Linked DNA regions of Sus scrofa: all the other regions are linked to region 3. Evidence: chromatin contacts called from public Hi-C and promoter capture Hi-C data. All regions are on one chromosome and are shown on one strand. The core of a region is the stretch at or near the end of the contact, and the rest is flanking DNA. Distances in the headings are between cores, read along the strand shown.

The links. Promoter capture Hi-C pulls out the DNA fragments that hold promoters and counts their contacts. A called contact is a pair of places that touch in the nucleus more often than the background predicts.
Region 1: a contact with region 3 is called in a promoter capture Hi-C map of fetal liver, with 6 times the contacts expected there. The contact joins the enhancer-like site here to the promoter of LOC100525229 in region 3. A contact is called at or near these places in 3 of 5 promoter capture datasets (fetal liver, fetal skeletal muscle and liver), 12 of 47 Hi-C or Micro-C datasets (embryonic fibroblasts, epiblast stem cells, fetal heart ventricle and 6 more) and 1 of 2 datasets of contacts at active chromatin or transcription factors (skeletal muscle).
Region 2: a contact with region 3 is called in a Hi-C map of embryonic fibroblasts, with 2.3 times the contacts expected there. The contact joins the enhancer-like site here to the promoter of LOC100525229 in region 3. A contact is called at or near these places in 2 of 5 promoter capture datasets (fetal skeletal muscle and liver) and 3 of 47 Hi-C or Micro-C datasets (embryonic fibroblasts, liver and omental adipose tissue).
Region 4: a contact with region 3 is called in a Hi-C map of embryonic fibroblasts, with 1.6 times the contacts expected there. The contact joins the enhancer-like site here to the promoter of LOC100525229 in region 3. A contact is called at or near these places in 4 of 47 Hi-C or Micro-C datasets (embryonic fibroblasts, fetal heart ventricle, fetal liver and 1 more) and 1 of 2 datasets of contacts at active chromatin or transcription factors (skeletal muscle).

What each region holds. Positions count from the first base shown.
Region 1 is chr6:107,655,176-107,659,673 of Sscrofa11.1, forward strand. The region is part of intron 3 of LOC106510680 (a long non-coding RNA gene); the gene reads right to left. Among named protein-coding and RNA genes, the nearest start is that of RBBP8, 270 kb to the right of the region's middle. Within about 2 kb of position 2,281, at least 35 of the 83 cell types and tissues checked have an H3K27ac peak or open chromatin away from gene starts, as enhancers often do. A contact at or near this core is called in fetal liver, liver, retroperitoneal adipose tissue and 2 more, where this site is marked.
Region 2 is chr6:107,756,852-107,761,284 of Sscrofa11.1, forward strand. All of the region lies in intron 2 of LOC106510680 (a long non-coding RNA gene), which reads right to left. Among named protein-coding and RNA genes, the nearest start is that of RBBP8, 160 kb to the right of the region's middle. Within about 2 kb of position 2,425, at least 14 of the 83 cell types and tissues checked have an H3K27ac peak or open chromatin away from gene starts, as enhancers often do. A contact at or near this core is called in embryonic fibroblasts and omental adipose tissue, where this site is marked.
Region 3 is chr6:107,280,099-107,284,040 of Sscrofa11.1, forward strand. It overlaps LOC100525229, which reads right to left and starts at 2,657. Exons shown (of 6, transcript XM_021096175.1): 1 at 2,569-2,657; 2 at 285-880; 3 at 1-92. The coding sequence starts at 67. It also overlaps a transcript of GATA6 not described here.
Region 4 is chr6:107,575,541-107,579,569 of Sscrofa11.1, forward strand. No RefSeq gene overlaps it. Among named protein-coding and RNA genes, the nearest start is that of GATA6, 290 kb to the left of the region's middle. Within about 2 kb of position 1,506, at least 21 of the 83 cell types and tissues checked have an H3K27ac peak or open chromatin away from gene starts, as enhancers often do. A contact at or near this core is called in embryonic fibroblasts, where this site is marked.

The DNA of each region.
Region 1 (4,498 bases), core at 1,031-3,530, 370 kb after region 3:
ACCAAGTCAATGAGAGAGCCAAGGAGAGGCACATTAGGGATGATAATAATCAATTTGGCTTTTGGTGGGTTGAGTTAACATATGTTTAGAAAACTTCAGTGATCTTTATTAGGCAAATGGATATACAGCCCTGAAGATGTGTGTTTAACTTTTGGAGTTGGGAGTCATTCACACATAGATAATAAACGAAGCTGTAGCTGTACTGGGGGTAAGGGGAGGTTGTCTAGTAAGGAGAGACAGAAGGGCACATGTGTGTTTGAATACCCTGTTCATTCTTGGCAGCTTAGTGTAAATTCATTTAACAACCTTTCCCTAAGGGCAAGTTCTGGAGGCAGGCACTGGGATGACAGAGGGGTAACTGACAAAGGGAAAAAGAGAAATCATCTTCAGAGTGGCCTTCATTACTGAGCACTTTCTACATACCAGGCCCTGTGCTGAGAACTTTATACATATTGCTCTTTTTAATTTAATTCTTACGAAAATCCTACATTATGCAGATATTATTATCCCCATTTTACAACAAGAGCAAAACTTGGAGAGGTTAAGTAACTATGTATGCTGTTGGATAAGGTAGCAGATAGCTGCATCGGCTGTTACGAATTTGAAATGGGAGTTCCAGTCATGGCACAGCGGAAATTAACCCGACTAGGAATTGTGAGATTGTGGGTTTGATCCCTGGCCTCGCTCAGTGGGTTAAGTATCCGGCGTTGCCCTGAGCTGTGGTGTAGGTCGCAGATGAGGCTCAGATCTGATGTTGTTGTGGCTGTGGCTAGGCCGGCAGCTGTAGCTCTGATTGGACCCCTAGCCTGGGAATCTGCATATGCCGCTGGGTGCAGCCCTAAAAAAAGAAGAAAAAAAAAAAAAAGAATTTGAAATGTGTGATTGGGGGAGTTTTAAATTTCATTGAAATTCAATTTTATTATATAAATTTTATAAATTCAGTATTAGTTTCAATTTAAAAACTAATACTGAATTCAGTTATTGGGAAACGTTTAAGTATGTTTGGAACAACTTGGGTTTGTGAATCAACTTCTCCAACTGCAAGTTTTATGAACTCTAAATACAAATCAAGTACTTCCAATGGAAAACTAACATCTAAATTGAGGAGTGCTGTTAGAGTAAAAATACTGGATTTCAAAGACTTACCATAACAAAAAGAATACAAAATACCTCATTCATCGTTTTTTATATTGATTCAAAGCATATTTTGGATCTATGGGGTTAAATACTATTATTTAAATTAATTTCACCTGTTTTATCTTTTTACTTTTTCTTTCGTTGGCTATTGGAAAACTAAATCCTCCAAGTGTTTCTCGCATAAAATTTCCCCTAAAACTGTCATGGGCATTTGCCTGGGAAGCAGCGTCCCAAGGACTTGGTATTTTAAAGAGCTGGGCTCCGACAGGGGTGATCGCACGCGTGCAGTCCCGCCTCAGTTGGACCGAATCTCACCCGGTGCCTACGACCAGCTGGCTTTCCTGTTTGCCTTTTTGAACTCTGTTTTCTCTGAGTCTTGAAGAGCCAGGGGCCGTGATGTCACTGTATAAACAGAGGGAAGGGTGGGGGCTAAAGCTGTGCTGGAGAGAACAGGCCAAGGAGGAGGGTGGGGGTGGGGAGGGGAGGCTTTCAAAGGTGGCTGGGTCTGGAGTGCGTGGGAGCAGCGGGAGACTGCAGAGTCGATAAGGAAACATAATGGGACTGCTAGTCACTAAACTGGGGCGGGAACGGGGACGTGGCTGCAAGAGGGGGTTTGGAAAAATATGGGACGCCTAGAGCTAATTCCCCTGATTAAAAATGCATTAGTTTGGAGGTGTCAGGGACACGCAGCTGTTTTCAAGGAAAGCCTGGCTCCAAAAGGTCCTCCTCGGCCGGGCCGCCTGGCGGCTCCATCTCGGGCTGGATGTCAGCGAGCCCCCGGCCCGCCGCCGCTTGTCCTCTCCCTGACAGGGCCCTGGCCAATGTCCTGCTGCTGAGGGTCGTGGTAATTTACATCCTCTCTGTGTACATTAACTTATCTGCAGCCGCGCTGGCTGCGCTCCTTCAGTCAGCCTGTCTCCTGTGCAGCCTGGGAGACTTCCCCCACGCCGGCCGGGGGCTGCAGGGGGAGCGGGGCGCCGAGTTCCTGCGCCCTCCGAGCAACAACAACAAACGCCTGGAGCAGGAGCCCCGCCGCCTGGTCCCGACCCGGGATTCGGAGCGCCGCGCGGGGCCTGGCGTGGGAGGCCGCGAGGGGCCAGCGCGGGCAGGGCAGAGGCCGGCGGCCCGTGGCTGGACGTGAAACACTTAGTGGCTAATTCATGACTCATGACTCATGTGCAGGCTCCTCTTCAGTGACAGCCGGGACAGTTACGGGTTATTTGTAGCCCCCCGGCTTTCATTTCGATGTAATTAGGCAGTCATTGGAGGGTCATTTCATACCAGTTATAGGTTTCCCTGTTTTAATAATGTTTTCAGTTTCAGGGGGGCAACAGGGAGTGGAAGGGGAGGTTGGGAAGGAGGCGTGGAGGGCAAGGGGGTAATCGTCTCTAAGAACGTGTGCACTTTTCATAACTCTTCCCTTGACAGGCCTAGTGTGCAGTTTGCTCAGATGCCGCCTCCGAAGCTCTGTCTCCCTGTTCCTGCTCGCAGGCCAGATCCTCTTCCAGGACATGAACGTCTGCCCTGAGAAGAGGTCTGGCCGGGTTTGAGTCAGATGTTGGATTTTCTTCTTTCCCCTCTGGCACCACACTAATCATTCTCTTTAATCACTGTAGCTTTTTAATGAGTCCAAGTAGGTATTTATGGAGCCGTCTACTTTCTAAACGTTAATGCTTGATAAGTCATTTATAACTTATCGGTGGGCTTTGCATGGGCCAAACCCAGAAGAAAGGAAGTGAGGGTAAAATAGAGTCTGGAGTTTGCTAGGAAAAACAGCGTATCTTCAGGTCCTAGATGGTACAAAGCCCTTGTGGAAACTGTTCAATCCATCAGGCATAAAGAATAAGGAACAAGTCTGTTCCAATTTGGTGAAAATTCCCTGGCTGTCATTACTGATTTTCTTCATCCCAACACTTTCTCCTTTGGCTGGTTCATGTATCTTTGGATATCATTTGAAGCTTCCATTCTAAGGCCAATTCTACAAAGTTCTGTAGAAAATCCTGGAACCATTACATTCAGAGGGTGCACAGATGCAAAATGAAAGGACTAAGAAGAAATAAAGGACAGAAACCAGATTTCCTGTCATTGCAAAAGTAGGTGCCACATGTTCCAAATTTCAGTGGATGTTAAAGTTAAAGCAGGAATATGTGCAGCAGCAGGAATGCAGTTGCCTTCAAAGAGACTAGGAGAGAAAACCCTTCTTAGGAAGGGTGGGAGAAGGAGTGGTGAGGAAGAAGGCAAGACAGGACCCCACACACTATTAAAAAAAAAAAAAGCAGCAATCCATCAACAACTTAGTATTTAATATGCATTAGGAGATTTTTAAAAAGTTTTCAGCCATAAAAAAGGGCCAAGAATTCATATATGCAATAACATGGATGAAACTTGAAAACATTAGGCTAAGTGATAGAAGCCAGTTACAAAAAAACCAACATATTGTATGATTCCATTTGTATAAAGTATCCAGAATAAGAAAATCTATAGAGACAGGAAGATTGGTTGCCGTGAAGGAAGGTGGGGTGGAGAGGGAGGAATAACAATTTAGGGGTATAATTTCTCTTTGGGGTGCTGAAAATGTTCTAGAATTGATCGTAGTTGTGGTTGAACAACTCTGAATATATTTTAAAAATCACTGAATTATAAGCTTTAAAGTGATGAATTGTATGGTATGTGAATTGTATCTCAATAAAGCTGTTACCAAAAAAAATTTTCAAAAAGCTAAATAGAAACAGGCAAAAAAAAAAAAAAAAAAAAAGCTTCAAAAAATTCTCTTGCTAAAGGACATTGTAGCCTCCCTATGACATTGAAGTCAGCAGATAATGTCCACCAAGGCAAGGACTCTGCCTCATTCACCACTTGGCCACTAGTGCCTAGAACAGTGCTGCTCATTGAAGGTACTGGATAAATATTTGCTGAAAGAGAACTTGCAAATAACCAGACTGGTCTAATTCAGATGTGTGCCACACTCACCCCACTGTCTCCTCTGTGCATCTTCTATCCAGCTTTCCAACATACTATTATTATGATGATGATAAATTACTAATATAGCTAGAAACAATAACACAAAATTTTTATCTTTTCTGTGCCAAGCACTATACATATATATTTGCCTCTAATCCTTCTAAAACCTAGCAATATAAACCCACTGAACCCGGTTCTCTCTGGCTCCCAAAGCTTTAGTCTGTGATAAACAGTGCCTCCTAAAAACACTAACCACAAAGGTAAGGAGGAGCCTTGATGAATATGCATAGATACCCTGCCAGCGTCATCAATAAAGGAAACCAATTTGGTTTCTGTTTAAACTGAAAGAAGAATCAAGAAGCATCATAAGCACTTTGCTTAATTGATGGTGGATTTTCTT
Region 2 (4,433 bases), core at 1,175-3,674, 480 kb after region 3:
TTTACTAATCTAGTATGTTCCAAATCTCCAAGTACCAAAGTTCCAACATGGGAATAAAATTAACTTCAATATACTCCCACTACCAAATCCACCAGTTTTCCACGTTTGTATACACTTTGTGTGTACTCTGCCTTCACTGCTGCCACAAAAAATGAACTGGTCTTTGACCAACTTCTTCACTTGTGCCCTGGATCCTAGCCCCTCAGGACTTCTCAGGGACTTTACTCTTACAACTGTCACCTCTCTCTCCTGCATCATCAGTCTTTCTTTCTCCTACCATCCTTCAAACATGTTGTAATATCTCTCTTCTTAAGAATCTCTCCCCTGACCCTTCAGTCCCTCTCCAGCTTCCAGCTCAGTCCTCTGTGCCCCTGTCCACTGTTTCCAGCTCCACTCTTCCTATTTCCTCTAAAGCATGAGAATCAGACTTCATTCCCACCACATCAAAATGCTCCTGTCAAGGTCACTGGTGACCTACATGTTACCTAATCCAGTGATCCCCACTCATGCTTTCTTTGAGTAGCACATTACACAGTTGATCACCACCTCCTTCTTGAAACCGTTTCTTCATTTGGCTTCCAAGACACAGCATTCTCCTTACCTCCCTGTCAGCTCCACTCAGTCTCCCTTGCTGGTTCCTTCCCACTTCCTGATCTCTAAACACTGTAGGGGGCAGGAAGCAGGACTCTTCCTTTCTCCATCTACACTCACTCTCAGGGTTGTGATTTTCTTTTTTTTCTTTCTTTTTTTTTTTTTTTTGTCTTTTTGCTATTTCTTTGGGCCGCTCCCGCAGCACATGGAGGTTCCCAGGCTAGGGGTCGAATCGGAGCTGCAGCCACCAGCCTACACCAGAGCCACAGCAACGCCAGATCCAAGCCGCATCTGCAACCTACGCCACAGCTCATGGCAACACCGGATCCCCAACCCACTGAGCAAGGGCAGGGACCAAACCCGCAACTTCATGGTTCCTAGTCAGATTCATTAACCATTGCGCCATGACGAGAACTCCAGGGTCGTGATTTTTAACCCTGGTTTAAGTTAGAATAACTCACAGAGCTTTTATAAACTCATAGTACCTGGAACTGACCCTTAGAGTTATAATCTAGACCAGAGTTGGTCTAGGATAAGGCTCAGTCATCCATTCTTGTTTCAAGCTCTCACATTGATTCCAATGTGCAGCTAAGTTTAAAAATTATTGGCTTCGGCCCTATGTGATCTCATACAGCCTCACGGTTTTAAATAATATCGATACAATTGAAATTCCTAAATACACACACACACACACACACACAGATTATATACATCTATTATTTCCAGCCTGAACTTTTCTCCTGAACTCCAGATTCAAATATCTAACTACCATCTTGACATCTCCACTTGGATGTTCATTAAGCATCTCTAACTTAACATGCCTAAAACCAAATTCTTGATTTCATTCCACCTTCTCATTCCTTCTGTAGTTTTTTGCATCTCAGAAAAGAGCAATCCCAATCTTCCAGTTGCCAAACACAAAAATATTAGAGTCATCTGAAACACCTCTTTTTCTCACAATGTTCTTTAATCTATCAGTAAAAATTTTGTTGCCATTATTTTTTAAAACATAGACAGTATCTGACCTTTCCTACCACTTAACCCACATCCTGACTTCCATGCCGCACTAAAATTATGATTATCTTGTACTCTTAATGCCCCCCTCAGGGCCTTTTATTCTTTCCATTAACAGATAGGGAAATTGAGGCAGAGACCAAGAAAAGAGAGAGTCTAAAAACACTGATATAGAAGTTCAATTTTAAGGTGGCTTGTGGTCATAGTTAACTATACAGACATTTACAGAAGGGGAATAAAGGAGGAGGCCATTTCATATCTAATAACCTGACTTTTATCTCCAGTCACTCTAGGTATTTAGTATGTGTGAAGGATGAGGATGCTAGCTGAGGAGTAGGGTAGATGTGGGATGTTAACCATTCAGGTTCTGTTCATTTGCTGTAAGCAGCAAATCCAGCTCTGAGCCCAACTCCTATAATGGAAGGTTAACATGATAACCAGTTGCACTACTTCCTCTCCCCAAAGACTCATCCTTAACTTCCTTTGGCTAAATCACAAAGTGTGTTTTTCATTTTCAGTTAAAATAGACGGGGGTGGTGAAGAGAGAAAGAAAGAGAGAAAAATCTGTTGTTTCTTTTAACTATTCCCCCCAGTTTAAAAAAAAAAAAAAGCATTCAGCTTAAAAAAACAAACTTAAGCAATAGTCATCTTCAGTTTGTCTATAAAAGTAGAATAATTTATTTTTTATTACAGAGAAAAGTTTTGTTTCCCTAAACACTACTTGAAATAGTTTCAAAGTGTTGGGAAATCAGTGCATGAATCAACGACATATCCAAGGAATCCTGTAAATTTCAGTGAAATCTTGTTTGCCACAGATTTGGAGCATTTTTCCTCTGTCCTTTTGAACTTGTTTCTGTACTGCTGCTCTTGCAAAATATCCTTATATATACTTTAAAACCTCTCACAGGACAAGTCTCTTCATAGCTCATTTGTAAGTCATTTGGTCACTAGGTAGGGACCTGTAGGTGAGTGGGGAAGGGAGCTGGATAATCTTCACGGCAGTATTGGTCCTTTCTTCCCCCAAATCCTGAAAAGAACACTGCAGGCCTTATTTGTAAGAAGATCTAAATCTTATACAAACTTCCAGACACTCATGCCGAAACACAGACTACAGTAGGCACAGCCATTCAAATCTCATTACCTATAAGACACAAGGTAAATAGGGCTAGCGACCAAGAGAGAAAGGGAAATAGGTAAGCAGGGGACAGGGGAGGGGGTGGGCAATAGATCCTAGTTTGACTTCAATTTCTGTTTTAATATGAAAGCCATGGAGTTTTTAATCACTCAGTACCAGACTACTGCTGATGGCTAATAATCTGGCCACCCAAGAAGACATCATAAAAACATAACAAAATATATTGTTACCAAATGGCCTCATAAGATTTGGTAGTACGTGCACACACTTGTTGGGGCTAGACTGCTCAGTTCCTAATATCAAGAATATCCTTAACCCATCCGGAGACTTGTCAGCACTACTTAAGAAGGTCCTCAGGGCCTCATCCCAAATTCAAGATCCTTTTCTGTCTTTGAAATCCAAAGGGGCAGCTAGTGTCACTTATCTAGAAAATATATGACTAATAGTTAAACCTTGGCCTGATGTCAACACAAGTATTTGGTTACTAGGCACAGAAAAAGTCACTTGGAGAGGAAAAGCCACCTGGAAACTTTTCTATTCAGCCTCTGTTCAATCCCTTAGGTGTTTATTAAATTGAACAATGCACAGTTCTAGGCATATTGACTTTTCTCCTCCACACCACAACCTAATGTTGATGAAGGGCCCTTAGAAACAAAATATATGGACCGTTTCTGCTGCTGAGGGCTCCCTACAGCCCTCAGAGTCTGAGCTCCTAGTGCCATAGTCCAGGCATCATAAAGACTTCTAGCCTCGGGAGTTCCCTTCGCGTCTCTGCGGTTAACGAACCCGACTAGGATCCATGCGGATGCAGTTTGATCCCTGGCCTTGTTCAGGGGGTTAAGGATCTGGCATTGCTATGAGCTGTGGTATAGTTCACCTGCTAGTTACATTCATCAAATCATAATTAGCAGGCCTTTGAGCAACAAATGAGGATTCTTCCTTTGGTTAAGGTAGGTTTGCCAGAACTGTCTACACACAGGACACATTCAGTCACAACTCACCCCTGAGCCCAGGCAAGGGTAAAACCCAAGAGACTCTCTCAAGTAGGCATCACTGAAGGACACCAACAAGAGTCTCCTTTCCCAGGGCTATGGACCAGATGTTTTATTGAGCAATAAGGTTATGAGAATTCTACACACAGACACCTTAGGCAAATTGTTAGCATATTTGAAGCCTATTTTCCCCTGACTGTCATCCTTCCTTTGACTTTATGGTTCCTCAACACAGATGACACCAGGATTTTTTTTTAATTCATACATGGGTTGCTATCTTCACGCTCTCCTATCACTGAGCAGGTTTGTAATGCCTCCCTTACAGAGGAGGACAAAAAAGAAGCACCCGAGGACATGCTGAATCTATAGCAGGTACTTAAACATTCTTTCTGGGTAGGTGAATGAATGAAGGAATGAGATGAGTGAGTGAACAAATGACCATACCTACCTTCTTTTCCTCTCTAGTAATAGGTCTTGCCTGACTATCTTCTAAGGTTTTTCTGGCTTACAGGATTATCTCACATCTTTTATCTTTAGGGAATCAGAGTAAGTTCTACAACTTCTTTGTCCTCATGGTCTTTTTCTTTTCTTTTTCCTTTTTTTTTTTTTTTTTTTTTTTGCATTTTTAGGGCCTCACCACAGCATATGGAAGTTCCCAGGCTAGGGGGCAAATTGGAGCTGCAGCTGCCTGCCTATACCAC
Region 3 (3,942 bases), core at 1,407-3,906:
CTCCACGGGTCAAACAGTTTTGTTTTATTTTGAAGTTAACTGACAAGAAAAAAATTTCACTATCCATTCTCTCCTCTGGTTGGAAAGCCAGTCTAAAAAAACAAACAAACAAAAAAACCAATTTGTGAGCCTGCAAAAGAGCAAGCAATTACCTGCCTGCCCCCATCTTTGTTTTAAACAAGGTTAAAAGGGACTGGGAATCTGGAAGAGTGAAGAAGTGCCTGGACCCTTCTCGAATCTTAGAACCCGCACATTGTGGAGTCGGTCGGCGTCCCGGCGCTCACCTCTGTCCCAGCGGCGCCGGGGCCCGCGCACCCTCTCCCGGGTGTCAGCTATTGTGCAGGGAAATTCACAAGGACAACCTCGTGTTTGGCAAATATAAAAAAACACACACGCAGCAGGAATCAGGTTCGTGCCGGGGCTCGGTCTTCTCTGGGCTCAGGCTTGGAGGCCGTTCACAGGCTGGACTCTTACTTAGCCAATTTATTTGCTAACTTGTCTTCCTTAGACAGCATCTCGCTAAGATATGAATTAGAAAAAGATAACTTCGCTTTCGAGAGCAAACCATAGAAACATTTAAGAACAATTGGACTCAAAGGAAATCAAATGCCCACAATCTTTCTGTAACGGCTTATAAGTGAACTTCTGCAAAACTCAGTCTACGTAAAAATTTGGTCAGAACTCACGTAGAAACCAAAAGAAAGGCATTGGAAGCCCTGGTCGGAGTTGAGTGGACGGCGGACGCCGGACTATCTCTTCTGGTAGATGCATTCAATCGAATTCAGGTTAAAATTTAAAGTCCCTGGATCCTGCTCCAGTCGCCAATCTCCGTTCCAGAGTTTTCTACCTTCAGTCTTTCCGAATTACGGCCACGCTGAAACTGGGAGCCGCCGCAGTGATTGGGGGAGGCGAAGAGGAATGTAATAAAAGTGACTAAATTGGATGAGAACGGTTTATGGACCTTCTCGGTAGCAATTTAAAATTCAGAAGTGTTTAACAGCTATTTACAACGAAGAATGAAAAAAAGAAAAGGAGAATCGTGGACTTCCTCGATTCTGCACCTTCCTCCCCCGCGCTGCCTGGCCCTGTCCCCTTGTCCCCCAGGATACACAGGCTCACAAGTCACAGTTACATAGAAAGGAAACATTTAGCCATGACTTCTCACAATCTCTCCAAACTCTTAAATTTTATTATGTCCCTACCTACCCGGGTTCAACTCTATGCAACTCTCCCTTCCCCAACTGGAAACACACACACACACACACACACACACACACACACACGCGCGCGCACGCGCGCGCGCGCGCACACACACACACACACACACACACACAGCCCAAAGGCTTTCAGGGAGACTGACCTTTAGAAAATCATTTACTTCGATTTACCTGGAAAAAAAGTGTAAAAATCCATTCCTACAAAACAACTCCTCCTGCCCTAGTTAAAATTTTCGACAGCCTTCTGGGGTCACAGCTGTCGGAAGAAATCCTTTTTGTGAGCGTAAGGGAGCGAGACATACATCACGGCTCCTGCCGAGGACGAACCTGCGGGCCGCGCGACTCCCTGCTGACAGATCGGCGCTGATAACCCCGCGACGTTCATTTCCAGTCCCTTTGCCGGCGAAGGACCGTATCAGTTTGTACACAGTTGTGATAACCATTTGGAGGGAGCGAAGAAGGGGTGTGTATGTGAGGGTGGGGGTGGGGAAGTGGTATTTAGCCCTGGAACCAGGGAAGGTGACCCCCCTCCTCTTTCCAACGACTTATATGTGACTTACCTGAAGTTCTCCAGGGAAAGCTCAGAGCAAACAGGACACCAGAACTCGGAGAGCGCGACTGGCCTAGTAGCCCTTGTCCCTTCTGCGCACCTCGTGGACTAACCTTTACGTACACCAGGGCCCCGAATTAAAAGTTCTCAGAGATTAGCTGGGGAGTGCCGACGTGTACCTCCCGAAACTTCCCAGGAATTTAGTACCGTTTGTAAAAAGCGGAGCAGAGATAGGGAGCTAGGCGCTCTAGTTCCTTCTTTCCTACATCACAGGAGACTAGACCCCCGACGGCCACCAGGACCTGAGCCCCAAGGTCTCGAGAAGAGGTCGGGAAACATACACAACTACGGGGCAAAAAGTTCATTTAATGTGGAGGCAGCAGTGGGGGAGACCAGCGGAGGAAGGCACTTTCCCCTCACTTTCTGAGGGCTCGCTGACCCCCGAGATGGCGCGTCTCTCCCGCTGCGGAGACAGCGTTGGACTATGCATAGTCAACCCTGCCAGCGCCTCCCCCCCTTGAGTATGTGTGTAACTGGGGGAGGAGGAATGGGTGTGGGTCGCCAGCCAGGTCAGGCGTTCTGCCACCTCTGCCCCTCCCCCGGCGTCCCCGGGATCGGCGCCCCCTGGGTGGACTTGCTCTTAGTCCTAGGACCGCGCTCGCAGCTCAGCCCACACCCGCAGGCTGCGCGGGACTCATTGTCTGCCCTAGCAGCGCGCTCCCCTCCCCCGCCGCCCGCCTTCCCCTCCCCACCCTCTTTTCTCTCCTCCCCTCGTTCCCTCCTCCTCCTCCTCCTCTTCACCTCCAGCGCCCAGCTGCTCGCTGAGCGCAGTTCCGACCCACAGCCTGGCACCCTTCGGCGAGCGCTGTTTGTTTAGGGCTCGGTGAGTCCAATCAGGAGCGCAGGCTGCAGTTTTCCGGCAGAGCAGTAAGAGGCGCCTCCTCTCTCCTTTTTATTCACCAGCAGCACCGCGCAGACCCCGGACTCGCGCTCGCCGGCTGGCGCCTTCGGCCTCTCTCCACATTCGGGAGCACACTCCTCCACCGCTGTTCTCCATGCGCTGCGCCCACCCCAGGTTCGGCTGCTACCTCTCTTGCTCGAGCACCCCTCTTTCTTCCTCTGCACCCCCCACCCAACGCAGGCCCCTCGGCCTCGGCTCTCCGGCCCTCTGCGGGCCGCGATCGGCTCCAAGGGTGTCTATCTTATCCACTCCTGGCAGGCCGTGGCGGCTCCCAGGTTCCTGGATACCGCGGACTAACTTCTGGTGTCTTTTCCTCTCTCCGAAGCGCTTATCTGCGCGCACCCTTATCTCCGAGTTATCTTGGCGCAAAGGGGCGGGAGCCGGAGTCAGGCGCGCAGAGACTTCTTTCGTGCTATCTGGCCTGGGTCTGTGTGTGTATTAATTTTAGTATGGTTATCTCCGATGAGCCGAAACGATTTGGAAAAGCAGCCCCATAGAGGCCAGCTAGGCTGCGTTTGGCCTCCCTCCACCCCCTCCTAGTCTCCCTGTCATTCTTGCTGCTCTCCCTTTTGGGGTGGCTTCGTCTCCAGGGCGGTCTCAAGTCCCCCTTTCATCCCCCCCTTTTTTCCTCCGCGCTCCGCTCCACCCTGCTACGTCCATTCCGGAACCGTCTAGCCTTTCCGCGCCTGGGGATGACCGCGGGGTGGGCCGGGGTGGCCCAGCCGGCATGGCCCGGCCGGCGTGAGCGCACGCATCGGTGGCTGCGGGGGCGAGCGGTGTCTAAGGTGTGCGGCGCCACGGGGACGCGGGTTGGGCATGAGACTTCGCACTGCCTGTGCCCTGAAGGTCCGAGACTGCGGTCTCCGCCCAGGCGCCCCACCTCCCTGGGCTGGGTTGCATTTCTCTCTGGAGCTCGCGTTGCGTCTCGTCAGCGCAGTCCGGGAAGCTCTGGGAGAGCCAGTATGGGAGAACTCGGTGGTTTCGTTTTCTGGGACAGGTTGCTTTCCCTGCGCTAATGATTTTCAAGCGGGCAGCCTTCACACTGAGGCATTCCCTGCGAGGGAGCCCTCCGTACCGGGGCGTAATAAGGCAGCACCGACACGCACAGCTACTTTAACAAAAGTTCCTTTGTGTGCCATCGGCCGGGAGGGAGCCACTTCGGGGCGGAAGGAAAACCTTGGTCAGCCTCGCAGTCACCCCTGGGATCTGGCGCG
Region 4 (4,029 bases), core at 256-2,755, 290 kb after region 3:
AAAGAATATCCCTTTTAAAAAATCACACACACATTAAAAAATGCTGGTCTCCCCAGCTCTGTCCATCACTCGGACTGTCATGCAAAGGAGAAATGTAAATACTCCCTTGCCTGCTCCCCCCAGGCCCCCGCTTCTATTTCCCTCACCAACCCCCTAAAGAACCTAACAAATTAGTCCAGACTCCATTTGGATGGAATTAAGGGCCTGTCTGCAAAAGGGTGAGGGGTATTAATGGACAGGGGTTGGGGGGGGGATGGGAAGAGTAGTGGGAATGCGGACCGTGAGTCTGGGTGACCGGCTCCAGCGTTTTATGAAGACAGAGAGAAGGGCTGGCTGACACTTTACAGATTGGGTGTAACGTTCAGGGAATTTGGCATTTCTGCCACAGGGCTCCGGCCGCCCTGCTAACCGCTTTCCTTCTCCCTGCTGGTAAAAGTGCAGGAGAAAAGGGTTAAATAAATGTTTGTGATATGATAAGGTGCTTGTTTATTCAAGGAATGACAGATTATTGGCTCCAAAGGCAGCCCTGAAAAATAGTACAAAGGAACTGGCTCTCCCCTCGCGATGATGTGATTTCCTTCTAAGATTCTGCTCTTTCCTAGGAACAATTTGCCCTGGGAATGAAGAACGATGCCTTTCCTGCAGTGGGAGATGGACGGTCTTGGTGCAGAGGGTTGGAGCCCCAGAAGCTGGCTGGGAACTGGGATGGCTGGTGCTGGGGAAGCTTCTCTCTGTCCTGGTGCAGGCCCAGCTTCCCCCTGAGCCCAGGAGGGAAAGGATTTACCTGCTCGGGAGGAGGACTTCTTCCTTAGGACATCCAGTGTGCAAGATCTTCCTCCAGACACAGACCGCTGTGTCCATCCCATAGCCATCCTAGCACCCTGCAAATGTGTGACTGCACACACATTCGAATATTTATAGGCAAACACACCCTCCATACGTGAGCTTTCTCCTGTGGGCTCCAGCTATTTCCTAGCTGGTCCCAGAGGAGAATTCAGATCCAGATGCCACAACAATGAGACATTCCCCTAATGTCTGCGCACTTTTCTCGGGGGAGGAAACACCAGCGCCTGCCAACCCCGAAAATCACAGGCAGGCCTGGCCTGGGGCCCTGGAGGCACAGACCCTCCATCCAGTGCTGCCTGAGCTGGGCAGGCCTCACTGTGCCCTGGGCACTGATCATTCTGCCCTGCTTCTAGATGCTGCCCAGAGCCGGTTCCTGCCCACAGAGAAAGCATTCTGCTCCTCGCAGCCTCCCACCAGAACTCCCCCTGCACACACACCCTGTGCCTGGCATGCTACAGAGAGCTTGTTCGCATACTTGCTGAGTAGAAGGGTTAGGACAAGATGTTTGGCATAGTTCTCATTTGAAAAGAACTCGGTGCCAAAGTCAAACACCAGGGGAAAAAAAGTTGTGATTGAACTGCTGTTTTTCCAGGATCCTGGGAACTACTGTGTGAGTCTTACAATAGGCCGCCGCCTTATCAGCCAAGGTGCTTGTCTGTAGGACGTAAGGCACCAGCCTGGGGAACCCACTGCCCTTCGGACACGATGACTAAGGCTGACTGTGGGGCGTTATCACATCTCCACGTTTGGGCTATTTTTATGATTGCGTTCAGTACTAATAGGGCTTGTGGAGTGTACACAGCCATGTGCTCATTCTTGAACTACACAAGATAAGATCCCTGTCCCAGGGAGCTTACTGCCTGACTTTTGCAAAAACCAGATGGCAGAAAATGGTTTCCCTCTGCCCATCAGCAATGATTGAGGGGGTGGAGATGAGAAGGGGTGCAGTCAATTCATAACTCTCCCAGGGTGGGACCTCTGCTTTGGCATTTATCCCATGTGACGTTTTAATCATGGACTGTCTTTCCCCCATCATCTGCTGCTCCATAAGCTGCATCTCCCAGGGACGCTGAGGATTTAAGCTAATTTGAATATCAGCTTAATTAAAGCATCGTTAGATACATAAAGATGCCTCTCGGGAGTTCCCTATGTGGCCCAGCGGTTAACCTGACTAGGATCCATGAGGTTATGGGTTTGATCCCTGGCCTCGCTCAGTGGGTTAGGGGTCCAGCATTGCCGTGAGCTGTAGTATAGGTCCAAGACATGGCTCAGATCCCTGTTGCTGTGGCTGTGGCATAGGCCAGCAGCCGTAGCTCCAATTCAACCCCTAGCGTGGGAACTTCCATATGTCATGGGTGCAGCCCTAAAAAGCAAACAAACAAACAAAAAAACTCAACACATATTACATGCATACACACTCACAAATATATCATGGATTCTGAAATTAGCTGAAATGGTTTTTAGTCTGCAGCAGGGCTATCAGAAAGTATAGATTTGAGCTTCATTGTTAGTCATGCTGTGCTGCTGGATCAGTAAGGACCCACCAGGACACCTTATCAGGTGATTTCTGTCTCCAGGACAACTTCTGTCTCAGTCTGCCCCCAGCTGTGAAAGGCAGCAGAGCAGGGGCAAAGGGCTACCTGGATCCACACACCAGCACCACTGTCCCCAGAAGAACTTCCTTGCCTGTGACCTTGAATTTCAGGATAGTCCCCTAACTCATCAAGGCATTTGCAACTGCTTCAGTTTTCCTGAAGAACAAAAATACATTTTATGTCCACAGGGGAATAGTCTTATGAAGGGTACATGCCCTGGGGCCTCTGCAGATCCCTGTGAGAGGCCTCTAGAATCTTTCCCATTATTGGCAAAGGAGGAAACTCACTCCTCTATGCCAGAGTTTTCAATTTATGTAGTATTGACATTTTGGACCAGAATATTCTTTATGGCAGGGGTTGTCCTATGCATTGTAAGATGTTTAGCAGCAGCCCTGGCCTCTACTCACTGGATGCAAGCTGTACCCTTCCAATCATGACAGTCAAAATTATCTTCAGACATCACCACATGTCCTGTGGGGGTTAAGGTCATCCCTGGTTGAGACCCTCTGGCCTATCCAAACTTGGTGAGGTGTTGGCAAATCATGACCTCTGGGCAAAATCTGGCTTGCAACCCATTTTTGCAAGGCTTATGTAGGAATGGTTCTTACATTTGTAAAGAATTGCTAAAAAAAAAATCAAACAGGCGACAGAGATTATCTGTAGCCAACAAAGCCAAAAATATTTATTATCTGGATATTTTTTCTTTTTAAAGTTGCCAACTGCAGTTCCAGAATGAAAGAACACATCTTTGCAGCCATGAATGGGTGTACACCTAGCAAGTAACAATGAATTTTTCTTCTAGGTTTACACAATCAAAGTGTCAGGGAGGAAAATTTACCATTCTTCTGAAGGAACTGTGACCTTCCATGGCAATCGCTCCACAAAGAGATCAAGTTGAACAATGCATACTACGTGTTTCTTACTGCCCAGGGCCTGGAAAATGGGTCTTAGTATAAAAGTTAAAGTAACTCTAAGTGCCGTTAATGCATGTACAATTTCTAAGGCTTAACACAAGAGAAGTTTATTTCTTGTCCTGACGCAGTCTAACTGGCTATCTTTTAGGTACCTGGGCTGAGGGAAGCTCTGCTGTAATGAACAGGTAACTTCTCAAGTTATCCTGAATGTTGGCATCCCGCTAGAAGACGGAGGAAGGGAGAATGATGAGACACCCTTGAGAGGTTTCCAGGGGCCAGGCTTGGAAGTGATGCTCTTCATGTTCACTCTCATGTCATTGGTCAGAACTCAGTCACATGGCCACACCTAATGGCAAGGAAGGCTAGGTAACATCGTCTAGCTGTGGGCTCAGGGAGAAGGGGGATGGGTTCTGGCGAACACAAAGGAGAGTGTTCCTTTGCTTTGCCACCAGAGGAAACTTTGTATAAAACTGGAAATTGGTCCCTCAGTGATGACCAAGAGACGATGCTAAGAGGAAAGCTAATATTTGAAAGCCGTATTCAGAGCAAATAAAAACTTAATTGTTTGTAATGTCATGCAGAACTGCCTGCCTAGCCCTGATGCACTGGGCTTGGACACAAAAAAGACATCCCTCCTCTCTCCCCACTCCCAGCTCTAGGTCCAGGGCAAACCA